Linked DNA regions of Mus musculus: region 1 is linked to region 2. A link is a contact called in public HiChIP or PLAC-seq data. All regions are on one chromosome and are shown on one strand. Each heading gives the region's core, a stretch centred on a gene start, on an enhancer-like site or on the middle of the called end of the contact. The rest is flanking DNA. Distances are from core to core; before and after follow the strand shown. Region 1 has its middle 100 kb from the start of Gm41418. Region 2 has its middle 19 kb from the start of Gm30310.

What was found. HiChIP or PLAC-seq counts read pairs in DNA pulled down with a chosen protein or histone mark.
Region 1: a FOXA1 HiChIP or PLAC-seq map of pancreatic cancer cells shows a contact between it and region 2. The contact joins two enhancer-like sites. A contact is called at or near these places in 2 of 115 datasets of contacts at active chromatin or transcription factors (embryonic stem cells and pancreatic cancer cells).

The regions. Positions count from the first base shown.
Region 1 is chr16:9,172,876-9,179,254 of GRCm38.p6, reverse strand. No RefSeq gene overlaps it. Among named protein-coding and RNA genes, the nearest start is that of Gm41418, 100 kb to the left of the region's middle. Within about 2 kb of position 3,159, at least 16 of the 459 cell types and tissues checked have an H3K27ac peak or open chromatin away from gene starts, as enhancers often do. A contact at or near this core is called in pancreatic cancer cells, where this site is marked.
Region 2 is chr16:8,859,932-8,865,956 of GRCm38.p6, reverse strand. No RefSeq gene overlaps it. Among named protein-coding and RNA genes, the nearest start is that of Gm30310, 19 kb to the left of the region's middle. Within about 2 kb of position 3,521, at least 157 of the 459 cell types and tissues checked have an H3K27ac peak or open chromatin away from gene starts, as enhancers often do. A contact at or near this core is called in pancreatic cancer cells, where this site is marked.

The DNA of each region.
Region 1 (6,379 bases), core at 1,910-4,409, 310 kb before region 2:
GGCAGAAGAGGTAAGAACTCACCATCAGTGGCTTCTCTATCAGACAGTGGATTTGGAGAAGCTAGGACCCTGTCCAGTTGTGCAAATACTCATTCTGGCATCAGCCAAGGACTTAAGAAACCTCAAGGAGAGCCTGGCGTATATGAGCTCTCTGAATTGCTGCAGGAAAAGGATAGCCTTTGTTGGAGTCTTTAAAACTGCTGTGAGATTCCCATCCCCTGGGAAATGAACACAACTCCATTGAAGCTTTGGCTTGGGAGCTGAGTTCTAACCTATTACATCTGAGCTTAACTCTGTAATGTCTCTCCACCTCCCTGTGATAAAGGCAAGTTCCCCCTAAAGGTCTGATCACAGTTGGGATATGCCCCCACATCCCCACACCCTCATCTTCCAGGATGCTCTCATACTTCATTCACCCTTCAACCATCCTGCCATACCTATGACTCTAAACTCATGATTTGTTCCTTCTGCATAGTGCACCTTTTCCTCCCCTGTATGTCCACTCAGATCCCCCTTTATACTTCAAACTCTGGATTCCAAATCTGTCCTATAGCAGGACTTTCAGACCCACAAGCAGTATAAATAATGACACAGAGGCTTTTTAATATTTTAAGCTTGAGTCTTTTTGTAGGGCAGTCTCCCAACTAGCCATCTAGCATTATCTGACTAATCCTAGGATCACATCCTTCCCCATGGCTACATCTACCTCTCTGCTCTGTTCTGGTCAATCCTTCACCTCTGTATCCTCTAGCGGATCTCCTACCTCTTCTTTCTTCTCCCAGCTGCCCCTGCCCCTCTCTTGAAAGTTCTGCCTTCTACTTCTTGCTCAGCTATTGGATCAGATCTTTATTAAGATCATTCAGATACAAGTCTAGGTTCCATCTAGGCTAGTAAGGAAGAAACAATACCAAGATTCTGGCAGCATTTAGCTCTCTGCAGGTTCAGAATTAACATATGAGTATACAGAGACATGCCTTCCCACAATGTATCCCAGCATTGTCCTTTATGATCTTCCTTCACCCCTTTAAATAAAACAGACTAAAAGGTCATAAGCATAAAAATAAAGCTTGCTTGTCTCATATGTAAGGAAACAGAGAGATTGGGCTGTGGATCCCAAGGCATTAGACTAGGTATTAAACTCGCTCTACACAGTATGATCTCTTTACAGTTAATGCATAGACATAGACACTCTGTGATCCACTTTTGTCTCTGCATCTATCTATACATCATGATAGCTGCTGGACTAGCATTTAGGGTTTAAAGTGCCTTTAAACCATCTGAGAAATAGAAATAATGATAAAATAAAAAGCAAACTGAGGCTAGGGATGAAACAGTTGATAGACTGATTGCCTAGCAAGTGTGAGGCCCCAGGCTGGAGCCACAAGTCTGCAAAAACTTTGAGGTGAAGCCTATGTTCTTAACCCTGAAAGGAGGAGACAGTAGGGTAAGGTGTTTCAGGTCATCCTCAACTACATAATGAATTCAAAGCCAGCCTGAGTTTCATAAGACCCTGCATCTACAAACACTAATAGCAATGATAAGGTACAGTCAAATCATAGCTAGGGACAGAGTGAAAATGTGTGGGAACCAAACTGCAAAGTCTAGCACACATGTGAACTCAGACAAAGGTAGCTGTTGCTATCTGAGGGATGCGGAAGACAATGGTAATAACACTCACTGAGAGTCCATTAAAGGCTTCAATTCAATGCAGGGGTGGCACTGTCACTAATATCTATAAATCAAACATGTGTGCTGAAACTTAACTTTCACACATATTCAACAAGTCCCTGCCTGGGCAGTCAGCTTTTTTGCCAAATGGTCTTTCCTGCACCATTGCTGTCTTTTTGATATGATTTATTTAGCTATTTCATTTCATTTCAGCCTTTACTAGTTCTTAAAAGGTGAACAAAGGCAAAAAAAAAAAGTAACTGCTAGCTTTAGCAATGAGGGATCAAATCTCAGCCATTATTGAGATGAGCAAGCATGCCACTGATAAAGGAAAAAAGATAAAATTGTATATTAATGGTGTAATATTGCTTCCAAGTACGTCTAATGGATGAGCCACAAAAACATTATGCTAAGTGAAAGGAAACAGATACAATAGCCCACATACTATGTGATTTTATCATACAAAAGCCTAGAAAAATAAAATGCATAGAGACAGAAAATAGATTAGAGTTTGCCTTGGGCAGAAGGAATAAAAAAGTGATGGAAAGGCAGAGGGTTTCTGATGCTGCCATGAAATGCCTGACAAGACAAACCAATGTGAGGAAAGGAGGGGCAATTCCAGCTCTTAGTTCAGGGTACAGTCCTTCTGGCAAGGAAGGCCTGGAAGCAGGAGCTAGGAGCAGCTGGGCACGCTGCATCCACAGGCAGGGAGCAGAGAGTGATGTGTGTCTGTACTCAGCTCACTGTCTCATTTTTATGACCCAATGGGATGGTGCCACCCATATTTATGGTGGATCTTCCCACTGAAGGACCCTAAAGGTTTATGCCAGACTTACACTGTCCCCCCTTACAGATTCCTCCTCCTTCCTGGGGTCAAGGCTAGGCCAAGTTCTGTTCTCCACCCACAGGAACATTCTTGAGTAAACAATTCTCATTCTCAGAAAAACCACAGAATGTACTGACTGACGGTCACCTGACCCTCTGGAAAGTCCCAGGTAGAGTTCAAATGCACGTCATATTTGCTAGCCAATAGATTTAAAGGTCAATATGCTTAGCCAATAAGTTTGAACTGTAACCTTGCAGATGTACCCCTAAAAAATATAAAAACTGTTTGTAATAGCCATTACTGGCCGCCTTCTAGTCACTTATCTTGAGGGACTAATTGAAGATCAATCCCAATGCACCAGAAAATAAACCTCTTGTTTTTGCATCGATTTGCATCTTGGTGTCTCACTCATGGGCATCTCGAAGTAAGTACCACTGACTGAGGGTAGGGGTCTTACACCACTTCAATGAGTATGTGCTGAATAATCCCAGATTATGTGAGGCCCAGAGGCTTGTCTCCTAAATGACTCTAAACCTATCAAGTTGACAATCACTATTAGTCACTATAGAAACTAAAGATATTTTCACTTCTGTGTCTCTCAACCCTGTAAGCCTCTACCTATATAAACACACATACTCAGATACTGGTACTTGTGGTCAAAAAGCATATAAATCTTCTGCTTGACTTCTACATATTTGCTATTTGCAAGTGTCACATAGGGAAGCATGTGTAATTGTCTTGAGTTGTGATGCTCTGGAATGCATGACTCTAACTTCTTCAACTCTGAACCCACCAGCCACCAGTAAGAGCTAAAGTGATCTGAAGATAAATGAAGCCCCTTCTGTTGATTTTTGTCTATATGTAGTAGGTGAGGGCAGGCACAAAATAAGGCGAGAGCCTGTGATTGGGCAGTGGAAAAGGAAAGTGGGCTAAGAAATTTAGAGACAAGGGCAGAGAGACAGGGGAAGAAGAAAGAAAGGAGGAAAAGAGATAAAAATAGAACCTATAGAAGAGGAAGAGAAGCCATAACCACACAGGTCTGGGAGCCATAAATATTGGAGATTCCTTAGGTATGTGATTAAATAACAGTAGGGTGTGTATGCCCCATCTAGGGATATAGCTTTTGTTTATATCAACTGAGTTTTGAGTTCATTGTGTGGGCATTTTGTGGGTTGAGAATTTACTAATATAAATCTGACTGATAAATCAATCACAAGCCTCTAGAGTTTTGATTTTACCAGGGCTGACAATGTAAACAGAATCTGCAACAACAAAACCACACAAGATGGGAAGTCACTACATGGAGCTACCCATAAAGGTGGCAAGACCATAGGAGCCAGAGAGTAACCAGCAATAGCGAAAGATTTTGCCTTTTTAAATATTTCCCACTGCAGGTGGCGCCTAATGTGGGGCAGAAATCTACTAAAAAATTTGTGATTCTTAGCCTAAGAGTTAGAGATTTAGTCTGGGTGACCAAATCAAAACAGAGTTGGGTCACATAATGCGTCAGGCACAGGAACCTTAAACCAAAGAAAGAGGGCTCTAAGGTCCCCTGCTGTGAAAAGAAGCAAGATGGCTGCTCTGATGGTTGAATAGAAGCTGCCTACTTCTTGGGACAGATATTGATTTAACTATAAATTTATAAAATTAGGATTATTTGTTTTTAAGGTAGATATATACAGATTTTGTCCAAATCATATGGGAAATTTCACCTACAATTCAGAACTAGAATAGGGAAAATTAGTCACTGACTCCAAGTAGAGAGCAGTGATAACTGCCTGCAATAAACAGGTATTGATAGAAGTCTGTGGCTCCAGGTAGAGAATATAACAGATAGATTCTATAAAAAGAATTAATAAGTGGAAGTCTGATTTCAGATAGAGAACATAACATATAAATGATATATTAAAGTCTACAGGAAACTCTGTTCTTTGTTCGTGGGCTCCACGGAAATTTTGGGTTAAAATCCTGGTTTGACTAGCTGCCTGCTTCTTATTAACAGGTATTAATAGAAGTGTGATTAAATTGTTTTTATAGTTAGAAAGAGAGAATATAGTTTTTTTGTTGTTTTATTATTCCTCTAGAAGAGAGAGAAAAATACAAGCTTTCCTGGTTGCCAATTGAAGGATATGCTGATTTGGAATAAAGATTTTAGAAAAAGTGATTAGTATCTATACACCTTCCATAGTTATATGAATCAGATATGATGGGGAAGACCACCCAAAAATAGATTCAGGTGAATCAAACAAACAAACAAATTCTTTGTGCCATCCTTCACATGGCATGAATGAAGACTTATGATTAGAGCAAAATTTCATCCTAGCTAGTCTGAACACCCTACACAAACTAATACAATGCATACAGATATCTTGATGATACTAAAATTTTGTTTTAAGATTTATATATTACAGAATATACAGCCTTGGTATGTCTCATAGTAAGTCATATTAAACTGATTACTTACCCTCCAGATCTCTTGAACTTCAGCTAGATCCAGTCAGGACACAGATATCAGAGATTAAAACAATCATTGGTGTGGCCTTCTTAAGGCAACCAACTCCCCCATTTTCCCTATCCTTTCCCCCTTCAAAGATATCTCAACATCCATACTCAGCTTGAAGAAGTTATAGAGTCATTGCCCAGTTCCCTAGACTTAGGAATCTAGAGGTGGTTATCCTAGTTGTCTTTCTGGGGAATTTTAAAATGTTCATAATTTGAACAGGGAGGAAATAGCTAAAATTGATTATACAGCCATAATCTCTTTTGGTTGAAATCTTTACAATAATTTCTAAGTTGAAGTCATAATTTCTTGTTTTGATACAAAATTTACTTTGATACAAAATCAAGGCTTTCTTTTGTATAAATTTCTTCTATTGATAGAAAAAATTTTAAAGTACTAGACTTAGACCCAGTCCTTCTATAAATGCCATTACAAACTGATCTAAGATGTTTAAGCCTATGAATTAAGGACCAGATAGCAAATTCATGGCTCTGAGTTTATTGTAAGGGTATTTTCAAATATTTTAATTATAAATAGCTGAGGGTAGTTAACAGACAAAAGTTCAGATTACTTTACATAGATAGTTTTCAAAAATGTCAGAAATCCACAAAATGTGACATCTAATGTTATTTATTCACTTGTTGTTGAGACATATCTGCTCCTAACAGCTCCCTATTCATAGATTCACAGAAGCAGCAGAGCATCTTACCTCCAGGTGAGGTGATACATTATGGCTAGGTGGCCACTGGGCAAAAGTTGCCTATCTCTCCTGCAGACCTATACTGTCCTTGAAAGGACACAAGTTACAGGTTAGGACAGCTTGGTTCTGCTGAGACAGATTAAGCTAGTCCTTAATAATTCCTGTTTTTCAAGATCTGTCCAAATATTCTGGGTCAGAAGGCTAAAGACTATGCTCCAACTTCTGACTTACTGGGGCTGTATAGGTAGACAGCTGCCTCTACAATTTGCTTCAGTTCTAGAAGCTGTGTTAGACTTGCTGTATATTCAAATAATGTCAGTTGTTCTCAGATTTCTGATGGGGTTGAAAGACTAGTTATAATCTCATAGCCAATGCAGACTATTTAACATTGAAAAATATATATTTAAGAAGATAGTTTTCAGATAATATACAAGCTAAAACAAAGACAAAAAAGATTTATAAGCCTTTTTTAAGTTAGGCTAGATAACAGTGTTCTATTTAACTGTCAAAGATAATAGACTAGATGTTAGGTATATCTTATACTTTATAATTTACAAAATGGTAATAGTTGTGTTCAATTTATATTTGAGAGGACATACCTGGACAGAAGGGGAAATGTAAATTGCTGTCTATATCCAGGTGAGGGCAGGCACAAGATAAGGCAAGAGCCTGTGATTGGTCAGTG
Region 2 (6,025 bases), core at 2,272-4,771:
AACCACCTGCAATGTGATCTGATGCCCTCTTCTGGTGTGTCTGAAGACAACTACAGTGTAATCATGTACATAAAGTAAATAAATATTTAAAGGGGAGGGGTGGCTGGAGAGATGGCATAGTGGTTAAAAGCAATGACTGCTCTTCCAAAGGTTCTGAGTTCAATTCCCAAGCACACACATGGTGGCTCACAAACATCTATAATCAGGATCTGATACCCTCTTCTGGTGTGTCTAAAGATAGTGATAGTGTACTCATATACATGAAATAAATAATTCTTAAAAACATGACACACAATATCAAGGATATCAAATAACCCCAAATGTTACTCTCCCATGGAATCTCAAGCTCCGAAGGGTCCAAGTTTGAGAAGTAAGCCACTTACCTTTGTGAGAAAGTGCACATTCCTGCTTCCAGGGTTACCAGATGGTACATGTGTTCAAAGCACCCAGGAGGGTTCGGTAACGTTTATCAGAATGGTGTGACAACTGGAACTCACTGTACCTCAAGACTGCTGACCTCTGTTTCTGCAGGACTGGCCATGAGTTTTTTGCCTCTGGCCAGTGGTTAACAGGTTTGTAACCACAGTTGGAACCTCTGGAAGGACTTTGGATAGAGCCCTGGTGAATGGCTGTATCCCTCATCTAGGAATGAATGAGAAGTTAGAGGGCTGAAGCAGGACCTGACCCTAAGATGGTCACTGGGTGACCATCACACACTGGTCCTGGGTGAACCACCAGCTCAAATCCAGGATGGGGAGGGTACAGCACCAATCCACTCTTCAGGTTTCCAAAACAGAACCTCCCAGTGGGTTTCGTTGAGTCAAGGTGCTCTGAACACACAAGCAAGGAATGGAGGCACATCCCTGTAGTCTAAGGCCAGTCTGACCAGTGTAGGAGTATCAAAATGCTGAGTGTGCAAGTGTGCTTCAGTCTGGTCAAATCACAGAGGCAGGTACAGGGCAAATCACGTGACTGTCCTTAAAGAGGTGACCGCTTTGAAACCATGCCCTTAAGGAGTCACCTATTTCTACCATTTAACCTGCTCACACCTCATATATCCACAGCCTTGGCTTAGTACTTGATAAACCTTAAGATGACATGGGCTGCGGGTCAGAGTACTGAGACCCAGTTTGAGACAAAATGCAAAGGAGGCCAAGGTGAGACCGGTGCTGATCCTTCTATGAATGATTCTGGGGAGTCCCTTGGGTGCTGGAGGTGTAGTTTCAGAGAACCAAGGGGGTAGGAAGCACCTGGACCCTGGGTTATAGCAGCAGGTCCACTGGATTCAAACCATGCCTTGCTCCAAAATTCATTAGCTCTGCGACAGCATGTCTGGAGGGCCTATTGCTTTAAGGCCCTGGGGGGGGGGGGGGGGGGGAGGGGCGGAGCCCTGTTTCTCTGGAAGCAGCTTAGAAATATTTTTGTCTCCACAAGCTTCCACCCAAATAGGAAGTGAGTCACGGAAGAATGTAGGGTTCCTGGCTGTAGGGGGATTCAGGCCGACCTTTTGAAAATGGAGCTTTTGTGGAGGCCTGGCTCCAAGGTAAGAAACAGTGCAGAATCTGTTTACCTTCCTGGGTGACATGTAGCTTCCAGAAGATCTTGGAATCACTCAGGGGTGCCACACCCAAGCTTTCCAGGGTCATGTAAATGTTTGCAGTCTGGCCCTGGGCACTTAGAGGTGAGGCACTGACGCACCCCACACACCCCTGTGCTTCCTTGATTTGAACCCAAACGTAAGATAAACAGGAGCCATCTACAAGTGCTTTCTCGACAGACCAGAAATTGGATAGATCCTGGTTCTGGTGATTCAGCCATTCCCTTAACCCTTCAGTGCCTCACTGTTCTCATCAATAAGATAAGAAGGTATTTACTACATGAGACAAAGCCACCCAGGTTTATGCAGACACATTAAAACAGTAAACCAGTAAGGAAGTCACAAAACAAAATGCAAAAGTCAGGAATTAGAATTTTGCACTAGAACATGCAACTGGAGTAAGAGAAGGAAGGCTCAAGTGGCTCAGAAAGTGGTAACTCCGGCCATGCCTCAGAAGGGCCAGCTGAGGGTGTGGGGGTGGTAGAAATAATCTGCATCTTCCTCGTTAAGGAGCCTTTCCTTCCAGATACTGGTCCCCTCAGTACCCCATGCAAGCATGTTATTAAATACCCAGAAACGTGGGTTTCCTGGCATTCCAAAGGTTCTAGAAACCCAAATGAAGGTAGAAGCTTCAGGAATAGGTTTAAAAGGGGGTTTAGATCCAGCAGGCACTAGCTAGCACTGTACTGAAGGTGGAGGGAGTGCTAGAAACACAGGCAACCTGTTCATGGTGATAGTCTCATTATGCTTCCCACACACACCTATAAACAAGCCAGTCTTCTCATCTGGGTACATGGTCCACCTCAACTCTCTTGGAGAAATGTGCCACAGTCATCTCAAAGGATCCACTAGGACCCTCTGATATGCTATCAGGCAGGAGCACTTTCTACATCGTCCTTCACACCTGAAATGGTACTTTTGGTTACTGGCTTGCAAGAACAGATGTTTGTGAATGATCTTTAAAGGTAGGGCATCCAGCCTATAACAGGATTTCAAAAGTGATGAGCTGGTTGGCTGGGCAGTGGTGGCGCACGTCTGGAATCCCAGCACTTGGGGGGCAGAGGCAGGCAGTTTTCTGAGTTCGAGGCCAGCCTGGTCTACAGAGTGAGTTCCAGGACAGCCAGGGCTACACAGAGAAACCCTGTCTCGCAAAACCAAAAACCAAACAAAAAAGTAATGAGCTGCAACTGTGCTTCTGTATCTAGGACCTGGTGAGTTTACTGCAATGGCTGGTGCAGTTTAGAACCAAGTCTTCTCTGCTGGATCCATCAGACTTGACCTTAATTCCGTTTCCCTCATAGCAGGTGTGGCTCCAGAAGACCTGCCCTAGATGAACTGCAGAGCAGAAACTCACCTGTACCTGTACATACAAACCCCCAAGTATAGTGTCATTTAAAAAACATTAAAACAAATGTCAGGACTCAGAACTTCCTTTTATTTAATTCACCTTTATGCCGAGAAAAGCAAGGGAGCAATGCTCAGTAGACAGAGCATACCCACAAGAGCGCCAGGCTGAGCATGCACAGACCTGAAGCCCTAGCTCCAGGTTCTCTGGATTTAACTCTCCTTCCCATGTCACCATCTGCCAGGAAAATTCCACTGCAACACTCTGGGGGTAACCTACAGCTTGCCTGTGGTTAGGGCAGAGCGCCTGAAGGAAGGACTCCAGGGGCAGGATGGTCAGCAGAGACCTAGGCCCGAGGGCAGCCAATTCTCAGGTTTAGTTAAGAGTCCAGGACTTTAAGCCAAAGACTTCAGTGATCAGGGAAGTAGATGCTGTTCTGCCCCAAACCTTTGGTCTCTATATGCTTGTAATCAATCACAGGAAGTGAATCCAGGAATGTTTTAAACCACAGGAGACACAGCACTGCCAGGTCATATCGGGTGAGTCATACCACAGCCTCTGACAGTGGCAATGCCAACTTCCTCCTGACCAGCCCAGTGATTAAGCCTGCCCCAGAGAAATGCAATGATCACAGTGGCTTCCTCCAAGCCTAGGGCCTGATGAGCCTAGTGCCAATGGTCACCTACAAAGAACCTAGCAAGGGGCCAGCCCAACACCCCTTCTGCAGAACTGTCAGCAGCTCCCGAGTGGTGGTTCTTTACTTACAGAGCTTTGAGTATCTTTAAGAAGAAAACAATACCTAGTTTTTCTGGGGTACAGCTTGAGAAAGGCTGCTTCTAATACACAAAGTTGAAACTATGAAATTGGAGAGAAGAGTGTTTTAGAATTGGAGGCTGGAAACTGGAACAGAATCCAAGAGACCAAGGAAAATTTGAGATGCCCACATCAGAGGGTATCCAAGTGTCTATTGACATCTTCACCATGTAACAGGATCCAGGAAGGGCTGAAGGTAAGTAGCTAGGGGCAAAACTGGATTTTCATCCACACCTCACCAACCCAAATCCATGCTTCTAATCACACATGTTCTATAGTTCTTAGCAATCTAAAGGCCCAAGGTGTGTGTGTGGGGGGGGGGGGGACCTTTTATGAAAACTTTTGAGTTTTGTTTTGTTTTGAGACAGGGTTTCTCTGTGTAGCCCTGGCTGTCCTGAACTAGACTAGGCTGGTCTCAAACTCAGAGATCACCTGGCTCTACCTCTGGGACTAAGTGAGTGGGATTAAGGCATGCTTCACCATCATCTGGCTTTTTAAAACCACATTTCAATCTATTTCCTCATCCAGGAACTATCCATACCCACCCTAGTTATTGCTGGGTGTTACTAGTCCAGGACCCAGGTTCTCACGATGAAGGTGATGTTGCTATGGCATCATACAGCATGTTCAGCAAGTACCCAGGAAACTACAGAATCCATCCTCCAGTCGGGCAGTGGCACACGCCTTTAATCCCAGCACTTGGGAGGAAGAGGCAGGCGGATTTCTGAGTTCAAGGCCAGCCTGGTCTACAGAGTGAGTTCCAGGACAGCCAGGGCTACACAGAGAAACCCTGTCTCAAAAAAAAAAAAAAATCCATCCTCCAAAAAGGTGAATGCCGAGTCTGAGGCTTATCAGTAGAAGCTGTGAACATGTGTATGTACTCTTGACTTTCTTGAAGGAGTTATTTTTCACTGGAGATCATTGGTCCACAATGTGAAAAACCGAGATGAGCAAGAGGCAAGCCTTCCTGCACTTACTCAGTGTATTCCGTAACCCACACAGTTCTATTCAACCTTAAAACACTTGCAGCTACACAATATTACTGTACCCCAAGAACAGAGAGCAATGGTCTAAGAATCTCCTCAAATCTCCACTACAATTCCTGGGTGGACTTAGGGATATGTGCATTCTTTTTTTTTTTTTTTTTAAAGCTAGATTTGGTTCTTTTTTTTTTTTTTTTTTTTTTAAAGATTTATTTATTTATTATATGTAAGTACACTGTAGCTGTCTTCAGACATTCCAGAAGAGGGCGTCAGATCTCGTTACGGATGGTTGTGAGCCACCATGTGGTTGCTGGGATTTGAACTCCTGACCTTCGGGAGAGCAGTCGGGTGCTCTTACCCACTGAGCCATCTCACCAGCCCCGGATATGTGCATTCTAAGTACAAAAGTAAATACTGAGGCTACTGGGTCCCCAGGAGCTGAGACAGCTCATACCTTTAAGACCTTCCTGTGGCGGGCTACAAAACACCACTCTGGGCTTGCAGAGTCCAGAGTGTCTTGTCTTGATACCTATGCCGGAACTCTCCAAAGCAGCGGCAGACAACGTGCGTCCAGGACTTCCTCTGGCCACCAGACCTGGAGCACAGAATTCTACAACACCAACAGCTAAATCTGTGGTGCTATGACCTGCCCACATGCCCCACAGTCAGAGGCTTTTTTACCATTCAGAAATGATGAAACTGGGCCAGGAAAGGTAAAAAGCTAGAAGCCAGCCAGGCACTGAAACACACAAATCACCCAGTAAATCAGCTTCCTTCATAGGAGAGGTGAAAATAAAACTCCAAGGTCTGCTGCAAAGAAGCCTAGACCCATACTGCTGGCTGGGATACATGGCAACAGACAAGTGACCGCAATGCGAGGGTCTATCTGCATTGGTGCTTTGATAGTGTGGTAGTTTTTTTTGTGGTTGTTTTTATTTAATTGAGCCATGGTCTCACTTTGTCGCTGAGGCCAGACTGAAACTCACCATCATAGACTAGGCTGGCTCCAAATTCGTGATTATCCTTCCTCCTCCTGACTCAGTCTCCCCAATGCTGGGATTACAGATGTAAGCCTGTTCCTTGCCTGAATGGTTAATTTCACCTGTAGAAGATGTTTTGTTTTGTTTTGCTTCGAGACAGGGTTTCTCTGTGTAGCCCTGGCTGTCCTGGAACTCACTCTGTAGACCAGGCTGGCCTCAAACTCAGAAATCCGCCTGCCTCTGCCTCCCGAGTGCTGGGATTAAAGGTGTGTGCCACCACGCCCGGCCTGTAGAAGATTCTTATAAA